Regions from separate parts of the Sus scrofa genome. Here region 1 is linked to region 2. A link is a contact called in public HiChIP or PLAC-seq data. All regions are on one chromosome and are shown on one strand. Each heading gives the region's core, a stretch centred on a gene start, on an enhancer-like site or on the middle of the called end of the contact. The rest is flanking DNA. Distances are from core to core; before and after follow the strand shown. Region 1 holds the start of SMARCA5 (SWI/SNF-related matrix-associated actin-dependent regulator of chromatin subfamily A member 5). Region 2 holds the start of OTUD4 (OTU domain-containing protein 4).

Region 1 (2,700 bases), core at 119-2,618, 980 kb after region 2:
TGGGGGTTCCAGACAGCTGCCGCTGCCTTGGTCGCTTCCCTCCCAATGGAACAGCGCCTGGGAGGAGCCTCCTCTCCCTTCACAGGAGCAGCTGCGCCCCGCTTATCCCCACTGCGCCCTCAGCCATCCAGCTCTCGCCATTGTTTCTGCCCAGAACAGATACCGCCCCCGCAAGGACCGGGATGAAGAAAAGGAGGCCCAAATCCTCGGATGCGCTGCTTTTAAATGCCTTCCCCACCCCGTCCGTCTACCCTCGTTCCTAAAGGGAAATCTCCCTCCCCCTCCCCCCAGGTTTAGTGGAAACTAAAATCGAGATTCAGAGATGGGCGAGGGAATTATGGGAGCCTCACTTAAAAAAAAAAGTCGGCAGATCCGTCTCGGCCTCAGTAATCAAGAACATGTGTCTAATAAGAGCGTTTGAGGATTTGGCAAGGTTCGCGAAAGAGACAAATAACGCAAATATGAGGTGCCAGAGACCCAGCTGAGTCTACTTGCATAGGTAAGCAGAAGGGCGCAAGGGAGAGCATCATTTCGGATCATCCAAGGGTCTGAGGCCGAGTTTGGGTGCAGAGGAGTGAAGTTCGGCTTCGCGTTTTATCACCAATACACAGCAGAGGGAACCAGTTCCTCCTCCCTATCCCGCCCTCTCCCCATGCCACAGGCCGTCCTTACCTCCATCTCGGAGTCCGTGGGGCCGGCGCCGGCCGCGGAGGGAGCCGCCGGGACGCCGAAGCCCTCGGGGCCGCCTTTGTTGCTGTTGTTGCTCCCGCTACAGGCGGCGGAGGATGCGGGCTTGGAAGGCGCGCTCTCGGGAGGCGGGGGTGGCGGAGGGTCGGCCGCGGACGACATGATGTTCCGTCTGCGTCACCCGCTGCTGCCAGAGGCCCGGCCCAGCAGGGATGAGGAGGAGGCCTAGGCCTGGGTGGCTACGTCGCAGTGAGCCGATGGAGGAGCGGAAGGACCACCCGAATGCTTCCTCTCCGCAGCTCGGCGACGAGCCCAAGCCAGGCCCAGGAGCCTCCCCCTCTAGCTGTCCTCCTCTTCCTCCCGGCTCTGGGTTCGACCGGCGCTTTACCTCACGGCGGGAATCACGTCGACGAGGGTGGGCGGGGCCACCCGGGTCACTGAGGTCAGAGAAGGCAGGCCGATTTACAGGAGGGCGGAGAGTTGGGGGAAAAAGAAAGGAAAGCAAGAAGGACCAAGACCAGGAACTAGCCTAGCCGCCTCCTCTTCTTCCTCTGGTAGATATCAGGTATCTCGCCAGCATCCAGGTCTACTACCTACGCCACCGACTTTCAACACTCGCGAGATTGATAGTTAGCTAAGAGACCGGGGTTTCAAAGTACGCATGCGCATTCTCTACTCCAAGCTCTTGGCCACGCCCCCTGTGCCCCTACGGGCTCTAGGGCGATGAGTGGGCGGGGCCTCAAAGGAGGGCTCGGAGACGTAAGTTTGTGCGTCGGTTTCCGGGCGTGACGCCACCGCAGTCTTACAGTCGTTCTTAACGGCTCGCTGTGCCGGGTCGCTGTGCTTCCCCAGCTTGGCAGTAATCCCAGCGCTGCTCGAAAAATTGCCCGGGTCTTGCGCCGCCTGCTGCAGCGTAGAGGCTTCTGCAGGCCTCTCTTTTACCGCCTCCGCTTATTGGCGTGACGCCACAGAGTTGACAATGATACGGTTTTCCCAGTTGACGTCTCACTGTTTTGTTGTCTAAGAAGAGTGCCTGTTAGTGTGATTTTTGTTTGTTTTGTCATCCTTATGTTAGCTATATGATTGATCATTTCTAAATTCCTTCTTCGGTAGAGTTAGACGATATTTCCTCTAAGTTTACATGCTAAAAGTAAGCAAACTGCGCCAACCACCATGTGAGAAACAAGAGTAATTAGCAGATAAGAAAGAGAGGTAATAGGTTATATCTTTTCCTCAACCACCAAATATTAAATAAAAACAGACATTCTTCTAAAAAAGTGTTACAAGTAATCACTGGTTTGTACATTGCTTTACGCTATGTTCAACACAGCCTTTTGCATCCACCTACTGCAGAATTTAAGCACATGGTGTTCTATTTGACAGCAAATCTGCATACTGCACTAAATTGTTATTTGCCCTGCATAGGCTCTTACTCATCTTTATATCCCCATATCCAATATTCTATTAGTACGTATTGAATAAAGGAGACAAACTTGTCAAGAGTCAAGGTTTGACCAAACCATTGACTATGCTGAATTACAAACAGAAGGGATTTCCTTTGAATATTTAACCTGCAAACTTTTAACCAATTCAATGATAATTCTTTGAGATCTGGAAGAATGTTCCCCAGCCTATTAGAAATGCCCTGTCTGAGACTCTAGGGAACCCCCAAGGATAGATAAAAAGAAAACTATATAAATGATGATCATCATCGTCTTTATATGTACTTGAGAAATGCTAGCACAATATAGTCCAACATTGAAAGTTTGATTTTAAAACTGTTGTATACCACAAAGTGAATTATTATTAACTTGTAACAACCAGACTGTAGAAAAAAGTTTATTATATAGTAGTAACTAAAAAATTTTAACAGTTCAAAAATATAGATAAAACTTTGGAAGGATAGTCCTAAAATTATTGAAAGTGATTGTTGTTGATGTATATTACCTAATTCATTTTTGTTTCTCTTTTTTTATTTTTCTAAAATGAGTTTGTGTATTATTATTTATTTTA
Region 2 (2,700 bases), core at 83-2,582:
TAGTTCCTCCAGCCCCGCCCGGCTGCATCGTGGCTTTACCGCTGGTGTGGATTTTATGATTAACCACGTGCTTAAATGATTAGGACACCAGATGCTCTTCAGTAAATGAAATTCTGGTGTCACAAAAACATGCTGGATAAATTCTGGGTTCTAAAGCATAAATAGTCATTCAATTTCGGAGGGTAGGAAGTTGAGCGGGAAGATCCAACAAGCTTAAAACTTCCCCTGGGTTCCAGCAAGCACTGGAATCCAGGGCAGGTCCAGCACTTTATTAAACAATTACAAGATGAATTTTTAATAGAAAATCTCTTTTTCCGACCAGCGACATATCTTTGTGCTGGAGGGGGAGGGGGAACCACAAGGTCTGTGGCAAAGGCATCATTCTGCCACGGTGCTTGAGCAGTACTTCTACCCTCTAAGAGGAATCAGCAGTCTACGGTTGATTTATGGACAGTCTGTGTCGCCCCGCAAGGTGTCGGTTCCAGGAGCCTTCGCCAATTAGCTCTATTTTCTGCTTAAGCCCTTAAAGCCACCTCCATGGAAACGCCAGGAGCCGAGGCCAGGGGGAGGGGAGCAGACAGGTGCGCCCTCTGTTTGCAAATACACAAAGGGCCGACCCAGCGGCCTCGGTGTCCCAGGCAACTCCACGCACGCAGGGCGCGCGCACTTCCCGCGGCCCCGCGGCGCAGTGGGTGGATGGCGGGCGGGGCAGCGCGCGCAGGTCGCGGCGCGTCTGCTAGCTGAGACCCTCGGCCTGCTCGCGGACGCTGTGCGGGGAAAGCGCGAAGCCGGCTCCGGGCGGCGGCGGCTTGGGCCCCGCGCTGTAGGGACTTGTAGTCCGCGTGCCTCGCGGGCGCCTCCCAGGGGTAGGCCGGCCACGCGTCCCCGCCCGCCGCAGGCCGACTTCCTGCAGCCGCGTAAACTACACCTCCCACCGTCCTCTCCGCTGTCGGGCCGAAAGCGAAAACAAATTCTGGGCTGCGAGGGTGCTGCCCTCCACCCGGCGCCCCCGCCCGCTCCCCGCCCCTCCGGCGCCCTCCTGCGAGGTGGGGAGACGAAAGGCCGCGTCTTTCTCTTTCGGCTTCCTGGGCTCCTGGTGTGGGGGCTGTGCGGGGACCGCGGGCCTTGCTTCACCTGATCCGGCCCGCGCGCTCGGGGGGCGGAGGTTTCCTCCCGGAGGCCGGGCTGCGACCCCCGGCCCAGTAGCTGAATCGGGCGGCGAGGCCGCAGGGAAGTGACTCCTCGCTCTCGGGTGTTGGTGAATTCCCCCCGCTGGCCCCTGGGCGCGTGGTCGCTCGGGAGGCGGCCGCGTGCGCCCGGCCGTGCATTAGGCAGGGCTCCCTATGAGCGCGGACCGCAGCCCCCGGCCGCCGTCTGCCGCCGCCGCCCGACCAGCCGGAACCCGAGCCCGAGCCGGAGTGCGAGCCCGAGCCGCCGCCCGTCCCCGGCCCGGGCGTCGAGGAGCCGGCGGCGCTGCCATGTGGGGCTAGCCCGCGCCGCGCCGGGCCTGCAGCGCGACCGGCAACATGGAGGCGGCCGTCGGCGCCCCGGACGGCGGCGACCAGGGCGGCGCGGGGCCCCGCGAGGACGCGACGCCCATGGACGCCTATCTTCGGAAACTGGGCTTGTATCGGAAACTGGTCGCCAAGGACGGGTCGTGCCTGTTCCGGGCCGTGGCGGAGCAGGTAATGTGGCGGCCGCCGGGCGGGGAGGAGGAAGGCGGCGGGGCCGGGTGGGAGGCGGCAGGCCGGCCGGGCCCGGCTGCGCGTGGCCCAGCTGTCGTCATAGTGGCCCATTGTCACGCCGGAACGAGGCGCTGCCCTGGGTCTGGAACCTTTAAATCGAAACTTAAAAACCTGATTGTCGTCCTTCCTGGCGAAAGGATAATTAGTTGAGGCTAGCCGGTGAGGCCTGCTGAGAGCCCGTGTACTTGATTGATGGCTGGGGACTTGGCGAAATGCTGTTTCCCCCGTCGGTTCCGCATTCATCCGCTCTGGTTTTATATGCAGTGTTCACGCCAGTAAACCTAATGTTGACTAGAGGAGGTGGTGCACTAGCCTTGACTCCGGGAACGTGATTTTTTCCTGTTATTGGACTTTGGAACGCGGGGTAGCCAAGCCCGCCGAGGTCCATCCGAATCAGGAGGAGGAAATGTGCGGTTTGGGAAAAGCCTGACTTTGGAAAATAGAGAATGTTGGAAGAGAATTGTCTTTGAGTAGATTCCATACTTTATTATCCTTTGTAAGGCAATGTAGGTATACGAAAAATGACTGACTTAAGTGTTTCGCTCTTGGTGGTAGGAAGGTTGTATATACCTGTGGTTCTTTTAGGCCCTTAAACCGAATTTCTCCCCGTTGATGGTCGAAATCTCTTTCTAACACCGTTCTTGGGAGGGTATTTCTGATTTTTTGTGTTTCTGGAAAAGGGCTTATTCCGTGTTACATAACACTGTGTACTTGGTAGGTATGCAGTCACCAAAACCCATCCTATATTAAAAAATAGCTGCTGAAATAGTTGGACAAAAGTTTCACATTACTGCCCTGGTTTGTATTTCCTCTCTCACAGTTTGCTTTTCTTTGGCTTAAGATCCACGCCTCCCTTCCCCTCTCCTCCCACCTTCGGAGTCTTTACAGTTCTCTTTCTCTCACCTTTTTTGAATGCTAAATAGTTTTCCAAATTTCTGTTCGTGAGCAAATGTTT

Evidence for each region. HiChIP or PLAC-seq counts read pairs in DNA pulled down with a chosen protein or histone mark.
Region 1: a contact with region 2 is called in an H3K27ac HiChIP or PLAC-seq map of alveolar macrophages. The contact joins the promoter of SMARCA5 here to the promoter of OTUD4 in region 2. A contact is called at or near these places in 2 of 5 promoter capture datasets (fetal liver and liver) and 2 of 2 datasets of contacts at active chromatin or transcription factors (alveolar macrophages and skeletal muscle).

What each region holds. Positions count from the first base shown.
Region 1 is chr8:84,223,575-84,226,274 of Sscrofa11.1, forward strand. It overlaps SMARCA5 (SWI/SNF-related matrix-associated actin-dependent regulator of chromatin subfamily A member 5), which reads right to left and starts at 1,369. Exons shown (of 24, transcript XM_003129174.5): 1 at 673-1,369. The coding sequence starts at 849.
Region 2 is chr8:83,239,427-83,242,126 of Sscrofa11.1, forward strand. OTUD4 (OTU domain-containing protein 4) reads left to right here and starts at 1,333. Exons shown (of 21, transcript XM_021100662.1): 1 at 1,333-1,685. The coding sequence starts at 1,527.